2 separate regions of the Mus musculus genome follow, and region 1 is linked to region 2. The links are chromatin contacts, called in public Hi-C maps. All regions are on one chromosome and are shown on one strand. The core of a region is the stretch at or near the end of the contact, and the rest is flanking DNA. Distances in the headings are between cores, read along the strand shown.

Region 1 (6,729 bases), core at 1,218-3,717, 64 kb after region 2:
CACACACACCACATAATATACACATACACACACAAACACATATACACATACATACATACCACACACATACACATATATATACACATATACACACACATACACACCACACACAGATACATACCACACATAGATATACACACCCAACATAACACACACTTAAACATCACACACACATATATACACACCACACATATATACCATACACACAGATACACACACCCAACATAACACACACTTAAACATCACACACACATATATACACACCACACATATAACACACACACACACACACACACACCACTCTTTCCCTGCCTGCTCCTTCCATTCCTCCCAGGAGCTGCCTCAGCCCGCCTGATTGACTTCCTTCCTGCCAAGCATCCTGCCTGTATCTGGGCCAGGTGGCTTTCGGCCGCCATCTTGGCTTTGTGGTCCCTGGGCTCAGCCTGTGGTAAACTGTTCCAGACAGACACAAAGGGCCTTTTCTTAGTCAAAGCTCATGCTTTTTCTGCCTGGCATGGGGCTTGCCAGCCACCTGGGGCCCTCTTATTTTTCACTCTGAGGAGCCCTCTTCAACCCTGGGGCCATTAGCTGGGCTGAGGCCATGACTTCCATGGTAATCTGACCCTTTCTGCCTGGAGTTATCTGTGCCCTTCTTGGAACATTCTGAGTCACTGAGGTGAGGGCTCCCCACCCTTCCTCTCCACATAGGGAAATAGCCTTAAAACCCCTATTGATAATGATCTGCATTCTGCACCCAGAGCACACCCTGTCAGCACCCAGGTAAGGAAGGTGCAACCCCGCACAGTCCAGCACACAGTCCAACACACCTGTCCTGGGGCCCTTCATTTCTCTGTGACCGTCTCTCTGGGACTTTTGAGTTTTACATGCATGGTTAAATAAAGACAAGGATGTGTTTACCACAGCCACCATAGGGGACAATTGCTTCCTTTTCTTCTTTGCTGGCCTTGATTCTGGGCCCTGTGTGTTTGAGACATGCCCCAGCCCTGAGCTATGATTCCTAGGTCTCTGTCCCATCTGCATACTAGCAAGATGGCTCAGTGGGTGAAGGCACTTCTTGCCAAGTCTTACAACCTGAGTTCGATCCCCAGGACCCATGCGGTAAGAAAACCAATTCCTGAAGATTGCCCTCTGACCTCTACACACAAACCATGGCTTGTGTAGGTCACACAAACACACACACACACACACACACACATGTACATGTGTGAGCACACAGGCACACATTTACAATGATTACCTCTCATTTTCAGAATCCAGTGTCCTGCGCGCTGTGGAGAAGAGCCATCCTATTGGGCTCCTGTGTATGGAACCAACATCTATGCTGATGTGAGTAACCTAACTTCCTCAGAAACCCAGTCCCAAGGTGTGGAAGCCATGACCTGAACTCATGCCAGAGCCTGTGGCTATACTCAGCCAACCAGTTCCTGTGGCCACGGCCCCTGCATCCCATCCGTAGATGGCCCCACTTCCCATCTGTCTGTCTGTCTGTCTGTCTGTCTGTCTGTCTGTCTGTCTTTGTGAATGGAAGCTCTAGCACGTCTCCTCTTACCTAGATGGCCTGACCTGGTTTGAAGGTCTTTGCGGTTCACAGGTTTCATTTTCTCGGATGTTTACTCGCTGCCGTTGTTAGGGGCTCTGTTGCCGTGATAAGCATGGTGGCCAAAAGCCACTGTGGGGGGAAGGGTTTATTTCAGCTTACAGCTCACAAGTCATAGACCATCATCACTGAGGGACGCCAGGGTAGGGACTCAAGGCAGGAACCTGGAGGCAGGAACCAACTACACACTGCTTTCTGGCTACTTCTTTTGTTTGCTTTCTCATAGACCTCAGGGCTACTCGCCCAGGAGCAGCACTGAGTGAGCCTAGGGTGAGCTAGGTCCTCCCTAGGGTGAGCTGGGTCCTCCCACATCCATTACTGAATCTAGGAAATGCCCTACAGACTTGCCTTACAGGCTAATCGGATGGAGGCATGCTCTCATTCGAAAGTCCATCTTCCCAGAGAACTCTAGCTTGCATCAAGTTGACCAAGAACTGGCCAGCAAGTTCTTTGCATGCCACTGTATGCCTTCCACAGGTGCGGTTAATCCGCTACTGTTTCTCTTTGCCTTGTATGCTCTCAGCTGTAAGCACACAGAAAACAAAACTGTGCCCCCATCGTCCCTCCTTACTCAGATGTGAAGGCCCAGTTTTGCTTTGTTGATTTTTCAGAGCTCAGCCTGTTCCCTCTGATGTCCAGGGCTTAGGGACGAAGTGACCCAGAAGGGGCAGACCCCTCCCCCTCCCTACTCCCCAGCTGCCCGAGCCCTGCCCCCCTCTCCCTCACAGCACAGGCAATTCCTCTGAGGTCTTTTTGTCTTCATGAGTGGAAATCACAGAGCCAGCCAGACTTGTCCAGCCCACGGTATCTTCTAGCTCTACACCCTGCCAGCTGGTCGGATCATGTCTCCAGCTAACCCGTCCCTCACACTCTACTGGTCCTCTGCAAACTGCCCTCTTTCCTTGCCACCACCATCTTTGTTTCCATTTGCCTTCAATTGTCCCAGATTCCTGTAGGCGTGAAGTCACTTAGTTCCTTAAGGCCAAAGTGGCCTTCATGACTAAGCCTTTTTCCTTGTCTTTTTTTTTTTTTTTTTTTTTTTTTCCTTTATGAGGAAAGAAAAAGCCTTCTGGAAAGCTGTTTAGCTGAAATTGAGTTCTGAAAGTTAGAGTTTTTATGAAGAAGGAAAAATACGATGTATTTATTGTTAGAGCTCACCTAATAGGAAGCCCCCAGTTCCATCCTCAGAACTAAAAAAGGAAAAGAAACAGAGAAAACAAAATAAGATAAGTCCCAGACTGTGATTTTAAAATGTTTTCAGAATAAAAGAATGGGCAAAAACTTTTTTTTTCTTTCTTTCTTTTTTTTTTTTTTTTGGTTTTTCGAGACAGGGTTTCTCTGTATAGCCCTGGCAGTCCTGGAACTCACTTTGTAGATCATGCTGGCCTTGAACTCAGAAATCCACCTGCCTCTGCTTCCCGAGTGCTGGGATTAAAGGCGTGCACCACCACACCTGGCTTGCAAAAACTATTTCAACTAGATGCAAACCTTTTAAAAAGATGCCAGTTACCTGATAAAACACAACTCAAATTTAAATGTACTAAATGGAATAAAACAACTAACTCTTCATGTAAGAGCACAAGAGATACACAGAAAAATGCAGTTTTTTTTTCATAAGAAGATATGAAAACCAAATCTGTATGCAACAAATAATATAGGAACCAAACACATAAAGCAAAAAGTGAAAAGTCCAAAACAAGGCCGCTCTGTGCCTTTCCCCCCGCCCATGTGTGAGAGCATCTGCTGTGTCTTAAGTTTTAGACAAATACCTTGTCTAGGATCCTTATCATTGTGCAAAGGGAGAAAGCAGGGCTCAGAACAGTTTGATCCAAATGCCACAGTGAAAGCGTGGCAGAGCGAGATGAGTTTACTCTCCCCCTCTCCTCTTATTCGGTCTTCTTTATGATTATCTATATCTGCTTGACAGGAGCAGGCATGCAGGTGAGTGAAGCCTTTAATGAAGGAATCTCCTTGAGCTTTGAGCCTTGGAAGTGGCAGGGCTTCTGTTGGGGCCTGGCATACAGTAATGGGTCGGTATTTGTTGCACAAAAAGAAACTGCCGTTGTTGATGCTAAAAACCCTTCAAACAGAAGGTAGGAAGGAAGGAAGAGAAGAGAAAATAGAGAAGGGGGAGGGAGATCGAAAGAGAGAGACAGAGAGAGACAGAGAGGCCATGGGCAGGAAGATGGAGCAAGAGTGTGCCTCCATCCCTAGGTTCTGCTGGCCTGTGTTTCTAGGTCACTTTGTATTCTGGGAAATGAGGCTGCCTCTTGGAAAATGTCTGTTTAGCTAAGAGATTTATTTTGGGAGTGTAGTCTCCAGACCTTTGAAGGGCCTCCGAGGGCCACGGATACAGCCATTTGCAGAGTGCCTGTCCTGGCTGCAGCTCCCTTTGTGGTGAGCTGCCGGCAGGATCGTCTGGGTGTGGCTCAGACACCAGAGCCGAGGTCAAGAGGCCCGAGCTGGCCCCAGGCAGGGGAATTACCCGTTCGGATTTCTTTCCCCACTGAACCTCAGTTTCCTTGCCTCATCTGCTGCTCAAACAAACTCCCATTGTGTGGGCATCAGGATCCCGGAGAAGAGCAGTGTGTATGTAGTTGAGCCTCCCAGCCTCTCTGCAACTCTCCTGGCCCAGTGGACCAGAACAGAGCTACAGAACCTGCATTTGAACACACTCCCAGGGAGCATGGGATGCTGGAGGTTGTAGGCTGCTGCAGAAGGGCCTTGGAACTCAAGGACAGTCCTTGAGAGTTTGGGGTCCTGGAGATGGTGACAGTGGGTTCAGCAGTTGGTGACCTTTGTCTATGCAGTTGCTATGACACAAGTCATGTGCAGCCCTGAACCTTGCTTGGAGAAACACAGCTGCCATCGCTCTTCACTGTCCCAAGCTGTGAGACCATGGCTCTGCTGTCCTCGAGGGACTGTGGGCAAGTTGTTTAGCTCCTAACCCTCTATCTCCCATCTGAGAGGGATAGTTAATGATCAGTGATCTCCTTGACCTTGTGGGCTTATGATGTCAGAGTGAGTGACAAGCTGGGCACACTTTCAGTGCCACCTTTGCCCGTGGCACGGCACATTGAGCAGTGGGTACGGGCTGCCCTGGGTCCCACAGCTGCCAGATGTCAGGGCTGACCAGTAAACCTCTCAGCTCATAGGGGTCGTTGTGAAATGACCCAGAATTAATGTCGAGCCCACATGAGCGGAGAGTGGACACCCTCTACATGTGGCAGGAGAGGTAGGGGAAGGATGCGTGTCTGTCTGTCTGTCAGTCGTCAGAGATGTGAGCATCACCAGACATGAGAGGTGAGAGCGGCCTGCCACGCATCCAGGAAATGTGGGCGTCATGGTATCTGGAATTCCTCAAGGGGGGGAAATGAAGGACACAGCCACGTCCTCTTGGCTTCTGGAGAAGGCTCGCCTCTCATGGGGTGAATGTGCAACCCCAGGGGACGTGGAGAATACTAGGAAGCTTCTCCTGGCACTTGCCCCAGCGGAAACCGATGCCTTGCTTCTGGAAATGCCAGTCCCTAGACAGGACGAGCATATCTGAGGAACAGAAGCAGCGACTGGCCAGTTGCCAGTCAGCACGCAGTAAGCCGTTTGTGTCCACTCATAGACCGTGCCTCCGAGAAGTGGTTTCTGGGAATTCTGAAACTGAGTAATGGTGTCACCAGTGTCTTCACCGGCCTTAGGAACACGTGTGGGTCTGTCGCTTCTTACTTAACCTTTTGCAGCACAGACTTTTTTGGGAATTGGAACTTGTGCGTCCTTCTTCAAGGGAGGAAAATGAAGATGCTTCTCCATGACAACAGGGTGCCTAGCCATGCTGCCATGCTCAGGATCGGAACCAGACCCTGCCAGTCACCGCCAGCCTGACAGGCCTCTCTGCCCAGGACCACTTGGGAATAAGGATCCCGTTGGCACCATCTGTTGACTGAAGAAGACAAGATGTGTCATCATGGCGTTAAAGACCTGGCTTTTGGTGTTTGAGCCTCGAGTGTGGGAGGCTGGAGTGGCTGCCGAGTTTTCCAGCCTTTGGAAACCATTCTAATGGCCCAGAGGGCAGGGCAAATTTTCCTGAGACCACACAGTGCTGATTTCTCCCTAGATGGAGAGAGCACCCATAGACCAAAGAAAGAATTCCATCCAGGTCCAGCCTGGTGAGCCAGTAGGTATATGTATAGTCCTGTGGGTGACTCACAGGCCACCAGGAAGACCCATGGATGGTATTTAGGTAGCTATACCAGTGAAGATTTCCCCTGGAGTGGCTCAGGATTATACAGGAAGAAATCCCACCCAGTCAATTAACTCTAACCTCAAGAAGCAGGGGGTCTCTAAGGATCGTGGGAGCCCCGTCCGTTTTGCTGGAATGTCCACAGGCTAGATTACGTGAGGGTCTCATGTAATGATCGAAGCGGCTCTGACTGAAGAGAGCCATGGTCAATCAAACCTGTAGGCAATGGCCACACACCTTCTCATGGAGTATCACGGTTTTGGAGGACGGATGTCAAGCAGCCTGAAGCAGGCTCTCCCAGGAGTGCCTCGGTTACAGCTCTGGGAGGTAGCACTCCAGGATGTGGCCATGCAGTCACACATCTCTGGGGACGGTGGGGTACATAGCTGACTCTGCTCTTCAATGCAGAAAGAGGTCAAGCAACAGAGCCAGTGCCCTGGAAGGTACTAGTCTCCCCAGGCCACGCCCGGGCCTTGGCTCCTGGCCTACTAATGCCAGCAGTGGTCCAGGGAAGGGAGTCTTATGTTCCAGCTCTGAGCCCTTCCCTGTTACAGGACACTGATGTCCGTGGGCCACGGTGATAAACCTGGTAATCTGCTACCCCAACATCCTTAACTTAATCCCATCTGCCAAGCCCCTTCTGCCTTCACAGGTCTGGGGATTAGGCTGCGGTCATCTCTGGGGACCATTGTTATGCTGACCCCGCCCTCACCGTGACTGGCTTCAGTTGGCGTCCACAGATCTCAAGTGGCTTTGGCAAAGTGACTGACCCTGTGTGCCCAGCTTGCTGGCCTGAGAAATGGGAATGACGGCCACCACCCGCGTCGCTGGGTCAAATAGGATAATAGGCCACAGCGGGGACTGAGATCCTGCCAGG
Region 2 (6,762 bases), core at 1,342-3,841:
CTGAAGCCTGGTCCTCTGCTGGAGCAGCCAGCGCCCAAACCGCTGAGCAGTCCCTCCAGTCTCTCTTCCTTTTCTTCTGTCCTTGCCTGCCTAGGTCTCTTGATAACAAGGGGAGCTGGGCGTTCAAGTGTGAGGGTGGCCGTTTCTAGACTTTCTGAGATGGTATCTGGCTTTTCCCAGAATGTGATGCACCTGGAGGGGGCAGGGGTCCTCTCTGCTTTTCCAAACTGTTTGTTTGCTTCATATTTCTTGTTATGGGTCATAGTTTCAGTCTGTAGCCCAGGCTGTCCTGGAACTCACTGCCTCAGTTTCTGAATCCTAGGACTGCAGGTGTGAACCGCCATACCCAGTGACCTTTTACCTCTTCATAGAAGTAATGCATAAAGGGTCGAGCAGTCGTCCTTTCAGCAGCCAAGGCTTCTGCCCGAAGCGTCAGCTTCTCCAGTTGCTCATATTCTTCATCCTGCATTTTTGCCAGCGTGAAGTCTGTCCTCTTCCTCACTGGGACAATGAAGACTGGGGACATTACCACATCCAATTGTGAACCAGATTGTCAGTCAGCTTCTGCTACTGTGATAAAATGTGATAAACATCTTACAAGGAGAGAAGGTTTATCTGGACCTGTAGTACGGATGTGTGTGGAGCACGGCCAGATGAGGCTCGTTCATTTCTGGTGGCTTGGAAGCAGAAAGGGAGGGATGAGAAGGTACTAGGGCCCCAATACTAGGTCCCCATCCAAATGGCATGGCTATACCACCATCCATAACATCACAAGCTGGGAACCAAGTCTTCAACATGTGGGTGTTTAGGGGCCAGTCATATGAGCCACAGCACACATAGTAGGTAAGGGACATAAAGATGTGTTTGACTGTAACTATGGTGGCACTGAGTACTACTCTAGGGCCTCTGCCATTTGTGACCCTGGGGTTGGTAAGCAGAGCCGCAGATAGCCTACAATGATGGAGGGAGAGTGACCTGGGCCAGCAGGTCACTCTTCAGTGACAGGGTCCTGAGAGAGAGCCAGGATGTCAGAAGACAGAGAAAGTGCCTTAGTTAGAGGGTTTTAATGCTGTGAACGACACCATGACCAAGACAAGTCTTATAAGGACAACATTTAATTGGGGCTGGCTTACAGGTTCAGAGGTTCAGTCCATTATCACCAAGGCAGGAACACGGCAGCATCCAGGCAGGCATGGTGCAGGCAGAGCTGAGAGTTCTACATCTTCATCTGAAGGCTGCTAGGAGAAAACTAACTTCCAGGCAGCTAGGATGAGGGTCTTAAAGCCAACACCCACGGTGACACACCTACTCCAACAGGGCCACACCTCCTAACACTGCCACTCCCTGGGCCAAGCATATAGAAACCATCACAGAAAATAAGAAAGTCTGGGATGCAGAGGTCTTGAATGTGCTGTCTTCTGCCAAGCAGGCTCCTCCTCTGTACATCAGGGTCTCAGGGAACGGTTGATCAGCGCAGCTGTCAGCAGAAGGGTTGGGGGCCTGGGCAACCAGAGCTTTAGTGGGTGGGTGGCTTGGTTCAGGAACACAGCTAGGGACCTCAATTTTATTTCGCTTCACTTTTCTTTTTCTTTATCACTTACTTTGACCTGTAAGTACCTTTTAATTTTTTTAATAGTTCTCTGAGAATCTTGTATAATATGTTTTGATCATAGAGTCACCCCTCCTCCACCTCTTCCTTGATCCACGCTCCCCCCCCTTAGTTTCCCACCCAACTCTGTATCTACCACACTCCTACCCAGCTAACCCAGTTTGTGCCACCCATCCATTCTTGGGTGTGTGGCCACCCACTGGAGTGTGAGTTGGCTTAACTGGCTTTTCCTCTCCCAGCAGCCTTTGCTCCTCTGCTCAGGGGAGGAGGACTGGGTGGCCTGAGCTTACACAGGTCTTGTGCACACTGTCACAACTGACTGCTGTGACTTCATGTATGCTGCTGCCCTGCTACATAGGGAAGACGGTTTCCTGACGGTCAGTCATCCACAGCCCATGGCTTTTAGTGCTCTCTCTGCCTCCTCTTCTGCAAAGGTTCCTGAGGCTGCGGAGGAGGGCCTGTGACACAGGTGTCCCAGTCAGGGCTGAGCATTCCACAGTATCTTATTCTCTGCACCAGTTGTGGATCTCTGTGTTAATTACCTATTACTGCCAATAGAATCGTCTCCATGAGGGCTATGAGACTTACCTGTCTCCAGCACCCTAGGAGCCTGTAGCTTAAATGATTGCAAACCACCACTCTCGAACAAGGGCATCTGGGTACCAACTGTGCACCTAGCGCCTCAAAAGCTCTTCATTTACAGAGCAGGGGAGGAGGTCAAGAGAAGGCGACAGCACCAGGGTGCTCAGCGGGGACTCAAACCCAGGCCAGCTTCCATGGAGCCTCTGAGGTCAGCAAACACCGGGGCCCAGGGACTCCTGGGAGCCACTGAGCCTCAGGGGCCTTGGTGATGTGGGAAATGCCAGTGAAGAGCGCTTTCCCTCAGAATTCACGAGGTTGGCGCATTCTGTTTTGGTTAAGAGTTCTGGGAAGCCTAAGTTCTTTCTGAGCTGCCATCCCCATTCCCAGAGTGCTGGCTCCCTCCTGCCCGTGGGAACCCGGTGGGTGACTGTAGCCAGCAGCCAGCAGTGAGCAGCCTGACTCACAGTCCTTCCCCAGCGCTGGCAGGAGGTGTAAGTTCTAGCTGCTGCATCAGAACCCCCCCGCTCCCCCACTGGACACAGTGACTGTCACAGACTTGTTCCCCTGAGAGGCTCGTGCAGTGATTGTCACCCTGTGCAGTCCCTGATGACAGGTGACATTCCGCCTCCCTATGCATCTGGCAACAGCACACAGCTCTTAGGTTGCCACAGTGTGGACAGTCTGCCCTGGGTCACAGATGTCTTGCTGTCTGTCACACAGCTGTCCATTGCCTAACAGGGCAGAGGAAAGCTGCTGGCTACTCCTAGCCTCTCCCCACCCACTTCAGGACTCCCCGCTCTCCCACGTTCCCCTCCCTCCCGAGTCACAATTCCCTACCTGCTTCTGTCTCTCTCCCTCCCTTGGTCATGCAGACATTCCTGTTCTGACACAACAGCTGGGGAACCTGGCCACCCATCACCCCCTTTGCCACCTTCCTCCTTTCCTCTGTATTCAGCTCTGTACCGTGATTCCATGCCGCTCTCTTCTGGTTTTGCTTAATCTGTTTAGCTCCTGGAGAGCAATGCTGGTGTTGCCCACAGGACTTCGGTATGTAGTTCTTCACAACGTAGGAAGAGTTGCTGCTCTCCCGTGACTCCTGGGGTGAAGCGGGAGCCTCGTAACACCATGCCAGGCTGCTGTGACCGTACTCTCTGTATCCCTCAGTATTCCACGTGAGTGAGGCGGACACCCTCGCCCCCAGCCCAGTGTCAGGATGTGCTTTCAACAATGGAGTCAGCTCATCTTTGGCTGGGATTTGATGGCTGATTCTATGAGGGGAGGAGGTCACTGTCCTTTTGTCTTCTTGAGAGCTCTTTTGGAGGCTGTAGCGGGAGTGCAGCGACTTATGCAGCCTTGACCAAAGTCCTGTCTTCTGGAAAGGTTTCCCACTGGTGGATCTAGGGAGAAGCCAAGAAAACTCACTCCAAAGACTCACTCCCTGATGCCCTGCTAATTAAGGTAGAAATCTACCATTGTCCAGAGAACCTTCTGACCAGACACAAAATGGCGGACTCTCTGTCAGCAGGGCTTCTCCTCAGACCTTGTCCGGAGAAGTCACACACATACACACACACACACACACACACACACACACACACACACACACACACACTCCCTGCAGAATGTCATGATGGTAGCCTTGGTTATATAACAGGTTCAGTTATCTTACTCAGGAAAAGAACCTGACCAGCGAGCACTTGAGACCCCTGGAGTGCCTCTCCATGCTAGTGAGGCATTTGAGTTCCTTAGCCTTCAGCCAATGACCTTTGCCTACCCTGGGTATTCCTACCCATCTTCCTCCCAAACTATAGAACCCTTGATTCACCCTGAGTAAAGTTGGAGGCAGAGGCAGGCAGATTTCTGAGTTCGAGGCCAGCCTGGTCTGCAGAGTGAGTTCCAGGACAGCCAGGGCTACACAGAGAAACCCTGTCTTGAAAAAACAAAACCAAAAAGTTGGTGTGGCCTGTACTTATTACCGCTTATCCTCATGGGCCATCTGAAACCCTGTGGATCTCTCTGCTCTCTTTGTCTTCCTGGGCCGGTGGCCAGTGACTGGGGAGCAGGGAGATCCAGGAGAAACTTAAACAAAGACTTTATTTTCTGTATGCATGGGGAGACAGCCAGTTCAGGAACTGAACCTCCTTCCCGAAGGGAAGTCAGACAGCATTTGTAAAGAGTGGGCCATAAAACCAGGGGATTGTCTAAAGAAACAAATCTTTGACACAAAGCGTTGAGTAAGGGAGTATCCGTGGGTGGTTGAGTGTCATCCTGGGTTTCTGGTTCCAGATCCATCTTTCTAAACACTTGCTCGGGAGTGATGCAGGAACAAAGGAATGGACCAGCCGCAGGGAGCCGACGGGTAATCAGCTATACGGTTTACAATTTGTGTACCTGGGCAGCAGTCCCCTAATTTACATACTTTACTAGTTAAAGGACAATTAAGAACACCCCCCCCCAAAACACACACACACACACACACACACACACACACACACACACACACGGAGAAGCAGTGTAGGCTTTGGATCTTGAACCTGGGGAATATGAACTCAGTTTGACCCCTGCTAGCAAAAATGGAGGAGCTGCTTTTAAGATGGTTAGGCTCTGGCCACTGCCTCCTGACACTCCTGTCAGAGGAGACAGGAGACCACCCTTCCCCCACCTCCCAAATGGTGGAAATTAAGTCCCACCAGTCCACTCAGCTTTTAATAAGTAGTTTCACAGTTTACAGTAAGATCTGCATGGGGGGTTGGTGTGTAAGTGTGGGGTTCGTGCGCATGAGTGTACACGTGTCACACCGTTGTAATCTAGCCTGCCAGCTGCCCCAGAGGATTTCCTGTCTCTTCCCTGCCGGCTGGGGTTGCAGCTTGTGTGACTTCTAGGGATCCAGATTGTGGGCGTTCACACTTGAAGGCGAGGGCTTTATCCCACTGAGCCGCCTCTCAGCCCCCGAGGCTTGGTGTGTGCACAAAGTGTGAGCTTCCGGTGTCATTTCTCAAGAACTTCCACCTGCTTCTGAGGCAAGGCCTCTGGCCCGGAGCTTCCAGTTAGGTTGCGGGAGTCCCCAGACTCTGCCCACCTCCACCAGGCCCAGCTCTTTGCTTCTAGAGATTGCCCTTGTGTTTGCGTGGAAAGCGTTTTATAAAGTTGTCTCCCTACCCGTCTCTCTGTGTTTGCTAACAATACATCATACAGACGCACACCTGGATTAACCTGTGGGCATCACAAGGTAACAGAATGGAAGCTAGGCGGACGTCAATGTCTTTTCCTGTACTGAGTCATCTGGGGAGCCAGGCCATTTGTTTCTTCCTCTGGAGCTGAGTGTGTGTGTGTGTGTGTGTGTGTGTGTACTTCTCTGGCTTGCTGGGACTTTCTCTATCAAACACTTCCCAGGTCTGCTGCTGAGGGCTGAACCCTGTTCATCACTGAAGGAAGTCAGGGCAGGAATCTGGAAGCAGAAGAAATGGAAGGGTGCTGCTTACTGGCTTGCTCCCCATGGCTTGCTCCCCATGGCTTGCTTAGCCTGCTTTCTTAAAAAACCCAGCCATCAGACCAGGGAGGACACCACCCATAATGGAGACTGTCAATCACTAATTAAGAAAAATGCCATGTAGGCGTGCCTGCAGCCTGGTCTCACAGAGCCATTTTCCTGATTATGGCTCCCACCTCTCAAATGACGTTAGCTTGTGTCAAGCTGACATAAAATTATCGAGCACAGTTGACCCCTTGTCAACCTGAAAAACACATCACCATTAAGCCTGCACCTTCCTTTCTCAGTCATTCCTGGAAGGGCTTTCCAAAACCTCGTATTAAAAACATCACACACCCCTACATACACCACCCATCACACACTTACACACACTACACATATCACACACACATGACACATACATCACACACCCCTACATACACACAGACCTACATACACCCACCACTCATAACACAAATGCGTGCACACACACATACACGCACACCTACATATATCATACAAATACATACCTGCACACACTACACATACCACACAATGCACATATACATATAACACACATACCTACATACACCACACACACACACCACACACACCTACATACAAATTTCACACACCACACATGCTACACACATGCACATATACATATAACACACACATACCTACATATACCACAAACACACTCAGATGCCTTGACCATGGCTTAGTGGTGGGGCACTTGTGTATCGTGAAGCAAGCCCTAATTCCCATCTCTGGCCCCAAGAACAGAGCACTTCATAGTCTTGTCGCCTCAGACAAGCTGGCTGACTGTTGATTATTTTAGAGTCATATGAATGTCCTTCCAGGAGGACAGCAAAGGACTCAAAAGGGATGCTCCAATGGCCCCAAGTGCCTGCTGTCTGTGGTCTCTGCCACCCTCAGTCCTGTGGGGCTTTTTCAGACATTCACAGCCTCTCTGGTCATCCCCACGTCTCCTGTGTGGGCTGCCCATACCTGGCAGTCTGAGACTGGCTGCTGGCCAGTTTGTACATCTGGGATGTGTTAATTGATGGCTTGAGAAATAAGTAGAGTAATCGCATTTCTG

Evidence for each region. A called contact is a pair of places that touch in the nucleus more often than the background predicts.
Region 1: a contact with region 2 is called in a Hi-C map of cerebral cortex, with 1.5 times the contacts expected there. The contact joins two enhancer-like sites. A contact is called at or near these places in 1 of 39 promoter capture datasets (HPC-7-derived erythroid cells), 4 of 484 Hi-C or Micro-C datasets (the HL-1 cell line, cerebral cortex, embryonic stem cells and 1 more), 3 of 115 datasets of contacts at active chromatin or transcription factors (the HPC-7 cell line, acute myeloid leukemia and embryonic stem cells) and 4 of 9 other capture datasets (adipose tissue, embryonic stem cells, liver and 1 more).

What each region holds. Positions count from the first base shown.
Region 1 is chr8:120,032,289-120,039,017 of GRCm38.p6, forward strand. It overlaps Crispld2 (cysteine-rich secretory protein LCCL domain containing 2), which reads left to right. Exons shown (of 15, transcript NM_001310635.1): 13 at 1,272-1,347. Among named protein-coding and RNA genes, the nearest start is that of Crispld2, 43 kb to the left of the region's middle. Within about 2 kb of position 2,468, at least 33 of the 459 cell types and tissues checked have an H3K27ac peak or open chromatin away from gene starts, as enhancers often do. A contact at or near this core is called in cerebral cortex and muscle stem cells, where this site is marked.
Region 2 is chr8:119,967,705-119,974,466 of GRCm38.p6, forward strand. No RefSeq gene overlaps it. Among named protein-coding and RNA genes, the nearest start is that of Crispld2, 21 kb to the right of the region's middle. Within about 2 kb of position 2,592, at least 11 of the 459 cell types and tissues checked have an H3K27ac peak or open chromatin away from gene starts, as enhancers often do. A contact at or near this core is called in cerebral cortex and muscle stem cells, where this site is marked.